Linked DNA regions of Macaca mulatta: region 2 is linked to region 1. The links are chromatin contacts, called in public Hi-C maps. All regions are on one chromosome and are shown on one strand. The core of a region is the stretch at or near the end of the contact, and the rest is flanking DNA. Distances in the headings are between cores, read along the strand shown. Region 1 holds the start of OSER1 (oxidative stress responsive serine rich 1). Region 2 holds the start of TTPAL (alpha tocopherol transfer protein like).

Evidence for each region. Hi-C and Micro-C count contacts between places; a contact is called where the count stands out from the background.
Region 2: a contact with region 1 is called in a Hi-C map of fetal cortex germinal zone, with 2.2 times the contacts expected there. The contact joins the promoter of TTPAL here to the promoter of OSER1 in region 1. A contact is called at or near these places in 3 of 14 Hi-C or Micro-C datasets (cortical neurons, fetal cortex germinal zone and liver).

The regions. Positions count from the first base shown.
Region 1 is chr10:97,054,228-97,058,493 of T2T-MMU8v2.0, forward strand. OSER1 (oxidative stress responsive serine rich 1) reads right to left here and starts at 1,897. Exons shown (of 4, transcript NM_001277969.1): 1 at 1,824-1,897. LOC114670320 (a long non-coding RNA gene) reads left to right here and starts at 2,120. Exons shown (of 3, transcript XR_013399976.1): 1 at 2,120-2,481.
Region 2 is chr10:97,309,845-97,314,321 of T2T-MMU8v2.0, forward strand. TTPAL (alpha tocopherol transfer protein like) reads left to right here and starts at 2,087. Exons shown (of 5, transcript NM_001265955.1): 1 at 2,087-2,175.

The DNA.
Region 1 (4,266 bases), core at 647-3,146:
AAATTAGTCAGCATTTATGTACATGTCACATTTAAGTATACACTACTGAACCCTACAGGCAGAAATTCATTTCGTTCACAAATATTTACAGAATACCTACCACGTGCATGGCACTAGAATGAATGCTAGGGATAGAAGCCTAAACTCCATTTCTGTAAGGACTAGAAGAATCTCATTCCTGCCCTCCAAGAGCTTACAATATAACACTGTGCTAAGAGGCTCTGAACCCACATATGTAACTTTTAATTATACTATGCTGACTTAATAGCATGGCAGGTGATCACCCTAGATGTTAATACAAACTTTACATTCCTGTTGACACACTAAAAGATCTATCATCTAAAAACCAAAACAGGCCAGAATTAAAATCTGACTACAGATTACAACTTCAGGAATGAAGTTCTGTCTAAATGATTTTCAGACTTCTAGCATTTTTAACTACTCACCTTTTTTCTCAGTTATTTTAGCCAAAAGCAAAGGTGAGCGTTAGGCATGACCTTAAGGGCCAGAGAAGAGCATCTCTGTAATTATAAAAGGCTCATTAAGCTCCTCTGCATCCCCAGATCCCCATTCACTCAAAGAAAGGGCTGTACAACTAACTCCGGACAACAGATACAATTGGCTTGCCCTTCTTCATTAATACCAAATTTGTGGGAGGCGGTCTTGGCGTTTTAACTGCAGTGAACTCTTGAACAACATCCAAAGAGATGAAACTTTAAAAAGCCTATTCGAAGTTACTTCATGTTAAGTCAAATCAAACCGGGCAATTTAACTTTGCCTCGGATTTTCCACAACCTTACAAAAATTACAGTTATTCTAAGTTCCTCCATCAAAAGGACGAATTCCTGGTTTTCTCTTTCAACGAAATGGATGCGTCACAATCTTACTTCTATCTTGCCGTTTTAACCAAGACCTCATTGAACCTCAAGTCTAGGTCTACATTTCCACGCCCGAGAAGACCTAAGAACGATCAAGAAGGGATGGCGCGGGTAAGCGTTGTTATCACAACGTTAAAGATTTCGAAACTCCCAGACCACCAGGAAGCGTAGAGTATGGGGTAGAAAACCCTGTCCAGCAACTCGAAGAGGCAAACTAGACCGGGAGGAAACAATCGGTCCCCAGGACAAAAAGCACATTCACACCTCTCCGTGCAACCCACTCATCCCTTTACACTCGCAGTGCTGCAGCCAAACCACGAAGTTCTTTCTTTTCACCCAGAGTCTGTGCCTGTCGCGGTTAAACACAAACGGAGAAAATTCCTGGTCAGAACCCAGAGGGGTAGGAAGTGGCTTGAGGTGTGAGGACAACGCCGAGGAGGGAGCTGTCCAGGGGCTCTGCCCGCCCGGGGTCTCCAGCTGGAAAGTTGCGCTCCTCGGGAGATTCCCGGGGTCAGAACGAGAGGCTGGAGTTGGAGCGAGGCACCAGGGATGCGGAAGAAGAAAGGAGTGGGGCCGAAGAGGTAGCCAACGAGAATGGGGCTCCGAGGCGAGAGGGAAAGGGCGGGAAGGGGCAAAGGGCGGCCAAGGAGGACGAAAAGGGGAAGCTGTCGCTGGGCGGGAGACGGCGGAGGAGCGGGACGGGGCGGGGTCCGCGGGAGAACAGGAAGGCGGGAAGGGGAGAGAGCGCGGAGTCGGAGCTCCAGCAGGCACAGGCCGCGGCGGATAAGGGGGCGCGGAGAGGCCCAGGCCCGGCCCAGGCAGGAGGCGTCGGGAGACGACGCGACCCAAGGCGGGCGGGCCCGGGAAAAACCGCCCGCGGCCAGACCGGCTGTGCAGGCCGAGACGCTATGCTGCGGCCCCTCCCCGTCACGTCAGGGCACTTACCGCCTCGCAGCTGGGGCGCTCCGGTGATGCGGTGCAGTCAGTTCAGAGCGTCTCTCCCGAATCTCGGCGCCCGACTGACCCGGATCCAAACCAGCCAAAGGGGCGGCCCGCGCCTCGGGAGTCGCATTGCGCCTGCGCACTCCGGCATGCACCCCGCCCCCTACCCATGCTCCTCCCACCCCGGTGACTCGGCAGCGCGGCAGGGGACGGCTGCGCAGGCGCAGGGCGGGGGCCGCGCCTCTCGAACGCCCCGCACCCGCCCCCCTCGGAAGCACGTGCGCCTTACGTAATTTCCTGTTATTCTTCGGTCTGCCTCCTCCCAGTGGCGTGGATTTCCTCCCGAGCAGCTTTTGGGGCGTGCCTGCTTCCTCCTCTCTGTCAGGTGAGTGAATAGGTGTCATTCTTCGCAGTCGTTCTCTGCCTCCACCGCCCCGGCATCTCCTTGTGCTTGGTCCTCTACCTGGAGTCACCTATGCAGCGGAATTCCGCGGGGCGGGGGCGAGGACGTGCGGGGGTCTTTATGGCAGCCAATCCCCGGCTGAGCGCTTGGCCAGAGTTTCTGTGATGCTAGAATCTGGACTGCCTGCGACCTCTCCAGGACTCGGACACCAACCCTCGCCTCCTGGTGATCTTTCAGGACCTGCAGAGAAGCGAAGAGGTATTGGACGTGGCCAGGGTCAATAGTGTGAAGCCAGAATTAGAATTGAATTGAAATGCCTCGGTTTTGATATCGCTGTGTTTGTCTTGAGGCAACTGCTTTTCCTCCTCTGGGCCTCTCAGTTTTCCATCCAGTAAGTAAAGAAGTTGAACCTTATCGGTGAATCTCATGTTTTCAGGCGTAGACTCCTTTGAGAATCTGGTAAGAACTGTAGACCCTCTTGCCAAAGAAATGCACCTACACACCAAATTTGGCAAAAAGATTTAGGCAGTTCACCAAAGGAGATGAATTTTAGGGTTCTTTACATTTTTCTGATTCTGAATGTTGCTCAGATGGCAGGCGGGAAAAGGTGATCTGTGCAACAGCTGCCACCTGCTTCATCACCAGGACTGGTTCTGCTAATCTAGCTGTGCCTCTCCTCGCCTGGCAGTCTCCAGCTCCACGTCTGCACTTCTCAAAGCTTCATGAGAACAGATGATTTTGCTCAATAGAGTTGGCTGGTGTTGATTGTGGCCCACCCCTAGAGTGAGGGTTTTTCCCTGAACCAAAACTGGCCCCATCCACCCTCATTCCCCAATACCTTAGTTGTAGTCAACTGACTAGATAGGCTGCCGAAGATGGTTTAACTGTGTCCAGCTTAACTACAGCCAGTCTTTGGAATGCCTGGCCTATATTCGTAAATGAAATCTAACAATTTATTGTATAACGTTGTTAAACATAAAGCATGAAGTTAGCCTTGGGTAAAACATTTTAAATTCTCGTCGTTCATACCAGAGGTTCAGTAACTGACGGGATGAAAGAAAACTGTTCATTGTAACCTAATGATGCTAATTAGATAGCATTAGAGTATATTAGAGATTAGATAACTTGTTCTAGCTGGCTTTGTCCTTTGTCTCACAGTGCTGGTAAGTCAGGATTTAAACTGCCCTTCTCAACATCTCTTGGAAAAGAAAAAGCGGGAAATATGATGCATTTTTGTTTCTCAGACCTTGCCAAGTGAAATGTATCAAGACCAAATACATCTTTTTAAGCTGCCACTTCAAAATATAACTTCAGATAAAATCTCATATATCCTTGAGAAGGCCGGGCACGGTGGCTCACACCTGTAATCCCAGCACTTTGGGAGGCCGAGGCGGATGGATCACTTGAGGTCAGGAGTTTGAGACCAGCCTGGCCAACATGGCGAAACCCCGTCTCTACTGAAAATACAAAAGTTAGCCGGGCGTGGTGGCACATGCACCTGCAATCCCAGCTACTCAGGAGGCTGAAGCAGGAGCATCTCTTGAAGCCGGGAGGCAGAGGTTGCAGTGAGCCGGAGATTGCGCCACTGCACTCCAGCCTGGGCCAACAAAGCAAAACTGTCAAAAAAAAAAAAAAAAAAAAAAATCTCATATATCCTTGAGGGGAAAGAATTGTCTGAATCCTGATTGAGTTCCCAGAGCTTAGCACAGTTCCTGGGGGTTAGTAGGTACTAAATACAGTTTTGATGAATTCTCATTTTACCTGCTTTCCATCCCTAATTATATTAAATACTAAAAACTAAAAAGTTACAATATTTCATTTTGTGTAAGCACATCTCCATCATAAAGCGTTAGATGCTTTCCAAGAATGTGACTCATTACTCAGGGAGTACTTGGAAGATGAGAACCTCTTGTGAATACCGAAGCCTGTTAACTCACACACCTGACGTGGCCGGAGGTTCTAAGTCATTATAGATAGGACTGGCTCACGGTGTGGTACATCATGACTTGGAATGAGATAGAAAAGCAACAAAATGGGGTGGAT
Region 2 (4,477 bases), core at 837-3,336, 260 kb after region 1:
CACCCTTTGCCACAAGAGCTGCCATTTGGCAGGGCGCAGGAGCCCGGGCAGCCTCCTAGGTGGTTGGGATTACAGGCCTGGCTAATTTTTGTATTTTTAGTAGAGACAGGGTTTCACCAGGTTTGCCAGGCTGGTCTCAAACTCCTGAACTCAGGTGATCCACCTGCCTTGACTTCTCAAAGTGCTGAGATTATAGGCATGAGCCACCGCGCCCGGCTGTTTTGGGGGTTTTCTTTTTGAGACAGAGTCTCGCTCTGTCACCCAGGCTGGAGTGCAGTGGCATGATCTCGGCTCACTGCAACTTCTGCCTCCCGGTTTCAAGTGATTCTCCTGCCTCAGCCTCCCGGGTAGTTGGGATTACAGGCGTGTGCCACCATGCCCAGCTAATTTTTGTATTTTTAGTAGAGACGGGGTTTCACCATGTTGGCTAGGGTGGTCTCGTCGTACTCCTGACCTCAAGTGATCCACCTGCTTCAGTCTCCCAAAGTGCTGGGATTACAGCCACTGTACCCGGCCTTACCTTACGTGTTAAAAGATTTCACAGATGTGATTAATGTAAGGATCTTGAGATGGTAAGATTATTCTGGATTATCTGGGTGAGCCCAGTGTAATCCCAAGAGTCCTTACAAGAAAAGGGAAGCAGGAGGATCAGTCAGTAGTAGATGTGACAACAGAAGCAAGAGGTTGAGGTGATTTGAAGAAGGGGCCATAAGCTAAGGAATGCAGGTGACCTCTACAAACTGTAAAAGGAAAGGAACTGATATGCTTCCTCAAAATCCCCAGAAAGAATGCAGTCTTGCCAACACCTTGATTTCAGACTTTTGACCTAGAGAACAGCAAGAGAATATATCTGTGTTGTTTCAATCCATGAAGTTTGCAGTAATTCCTTGTAACAGTAACGGGAACATAATACGTAGATTTAGCAAAGAAAACAAAATCCAGGATGCCCAGTTGTCATATTTGAATTTCCTATAAACAACAATTTTTAAAGTATAAATGTATCCCAAATGTTGCATAAGACACGTGTGTGTGTGTGTGTGTGTGTGTGTGTGTGTTTGGAAAGGAACATACTTAAATGTTTATCTAAAATTCAAACTGTAGTGAATGTTCTATATTTTGTCTGTCAATCCTAGAAGTGGTGAAACTGAAAGCAGGAGTCAAAACTCATGATTCGCAGGTCCCCTCCACACTGCTGCCCCCTGCCCCTCAATCTAGTATCTGGCAGAAACTGCCACTTTCTTGTGGCCCTCATGGGTCACTTACCATCTTCTTGGGACTCCTCCTGCTCCTGGGGTAAGAAAACGAAAAGACTGTTTAAGGTCGTCTCTTTGGGCTCAGAGTTCTCCTGGACCACCAGAATTTCTCTCTAGAAATGGCTTAGTGTCTACTCTGCCTCAGAGGGACCTAGGAGATTTGCCTCAAAGTTGCAGTTGCACAAAATACTTGCGGGGGGATCTTATTGACTGGGGTGGGAGTTAGTAAAGCCTTTGTCTGGAGGGAACGTCATGAACCCCAAAGCAGGAAAAAAGTAATTATTGAATCAGGCTCCAGAGCAAGAATCAGGTTTCAGATAACGAAACAGAAGCCCAAGGAGGAATGGGGACTTGCTCCAGGTCACTCAGTTAATGACAGACAGACGTCCCCTGGTTTGGAATCTCCCCTTTTGGAGCAGCCAGTCCTGACAGCAGCCGTAGCTGGGGGGAGATCTAGAATGCTAATCCTGAGGTCTGGGTTTGAAGCCCTTTACGGCCTTGATTGCCAGTTTCCCTTTCCTGAAATAGGGGAAATGCATAAATATGAGGAGTTAATGAGATCATTGGATGTTAAACAACAGGTGCATGTTAGCATGTTCCTGGAAAATGGCAGCGTCTTTCCTTCCTTCTTTGAGCCTCAGTTTCCCCATCTATAAGTCGCGTTTGACAAGCGGCTGGTACCCAGCCATTCCAGGTCCACAGCACGGAGCTCTGACAGCCAGAGGGCGACTGAACGCCAGCGTTGCGGGGAAGTGTCACACATGCGCGCTCCTAGGCGGAGCCCCGCCTCCCACGCCCCGGAACGTCACTTCCGGCGCGAGGGGCCGGGCCGGCCGGGCAGGGAGTGCGGGTCGGTTCTGTGCGCGCTGCCGGACGAGGCTCCCGCCGCCGATTGACCCGCGCTCCGCCCGTAGCCGGGCCGGTGAGTGCCCGCGAGCCTGTCCGTGTGCCGTGGGGGCTAAGGAGAGGGACCCCTGAGAGGGAGGGATAACCGGAAGTGGGGACCAGAGGAGCGAGAGACCCCAGGAAATGGGGACACCTGGGGAGGGGGTGACAGCCGGAAGTGGGGGCCTCGGAAGGTTGTCCACGGGATGTGGGGTCTGGGGGCTCTAGGAGAGATGGCTTCCTGACCTCCTCTTGTTGAGAGGAAGGAGTGAAAAGGAAAGTGATGCTCCAGAAAGCGATGGGTTTCAGGTGGGGGAGATCTCTGGCTTCACCCTTACCAATGGTGTCTGTATCTCAGTCATATGCCCGCCTGTCAGCTCATTCACCAGCCTGTGACTGAGCCCTGCTGAGCGCTCGGCATTGCTGAGTCCCTGGAGAGTCAACATGAAGTTCCAGGTGGAGGGTAGAGATTAGAAGACCAGGGTGGGGCTAGATGCATCCTTGCTCTGCCTCACCGGGTGTGCCCCCTTGGGCGCATCGCTTAACCTATAGCCTCCGCTGATGTGTACAGACCACTGCCATGTGCCAGGCACTGGGGGTGGCAGTGGACATGGAAGACAAGCCCTCTGCCCTCGTGGAACTTACATTCTAGGGGACAGTCCTTTTTGTCTTTTGTAAAATGGGAACAGTAATAGCGCTCTCACCAAATACTGTGAAGATTAAATGAGGAAATGGGTAAAGGGCTTAGCAATGCTTGATACATGGTAAAATGCTCAAGTATGCATTCTCTTCATTCCACTATGATGTAAGCTTCATTAGGCGAGGAATTATATTTGCGTCTGTGTTCCCAGTGCCTGTGAGCACAGTGCCTGACATACATGGTAGGTGATCAGTAATTATTTGATAAATGAGTGGGTGGTAAAACTGACTCTGGAGAGTTCTATGTAAACGCCCATGGCATTGGACTGTAATTCTAAAAAAGAAATAGGAACCCAGTTCTGTGGAAAACTGGAGGGAATCACCCTCAGGGAGTTTGGGAAGGATTCACAAAGGAGGTGACATGGCAGCTGGGCCTTGAAGGCCATGAGCTGTCGAGTTAGGAACAAATTAGAAGAGGAAATTCCAGGCAGAGTGTATCAGAAGTGCACGAGTTGTTCCAAGGATGATGGCTCATAGTTTGTTTTGACTGGCATTTAATGTGCATCAAGATGGGATGAGATGGAAAATGAGGCTGGAGAGGGGCTTTGAGGTGAGGCTTGTACCTTGTGAACACTGTGGTTTGTCGCTCAGGTAGACACTAGATGGGACTGCAGGCATCTCTTGGTGGCTTCCATAAAAACAAAGCCATAGGTGTTCCATTCCTCACTTAGCATATCTCTGCCAACCAGACTAAAGTCATTCAACAAATATTTATGGAGTGCAGACTATGTGTCTAACACCACGTTAGGTGCTGGGTTTAAGGTAATGAACAAGACAAACTTGGATGTTGCTCACAAATTGCCAACAGACAATTGCAACAGGGTGGGAGAAGTGCGGGCCACCTAACCTGGCCTGAGGGTCAGCGAAGGCTACCTACTCCAGGCCACCAGCATCTCTCAGCTGGATTATTACAATAGCCTCTAAATGGTCTCTGCTTCGGTCCTCACCCCCTTAGAGTCCATTCCCAAGACAGCAGAGTGGTCCTTTAAAAAAAAAAAAGTATATATATATATATATATATATATATATATATATATATAGTAAATATATATATATATAGTAAATATATATATATATATTTTTTTACTTATTTGAGATGGAGTCACGCTCTGTCGCCCAAGCTGGAGTGCAGTGATATGATCTCAGCTCACTGCAACCTCTGCTTCCTGGTTTCAATCGATTATCATGCTTCAACCTCCCAAGCAGCTGGCACTACAGGCCCACACCACCATGCCTGGCTAATTTTTGTATTTTTAGTAGAGACAGGGTTTCACCATGTTGGCCAGGCTGGTCTCGAACTCCTGACCTCAGGTGATCCATCCACCTCAGCCCATCAAAGTATTGGGCTTATAGGCGTGAGTCACCACACACAGCCCGAGAAAAAAATTTTAAAATTAGCCAGTTGTGGTGGTGGTGTGCGCTTATAGTCCCAGCTACCTGGGAGGCTGAGGCAGGAGGATTGCTTGAACTTAGGAGTTCGAGGTTGCAGAGAGCTATGATTGCGCCACTGCACTTTAGCCTGGGTGACACAGCAAGACCCTGTCTCTTAAAAAACAAAAAAGTGCATGAGTTCGGGTCCTCTAAGAAGCAGACACTAGGACGAGATTAGACATGCTAGAAATTTAGAGGCAACCGTTGTG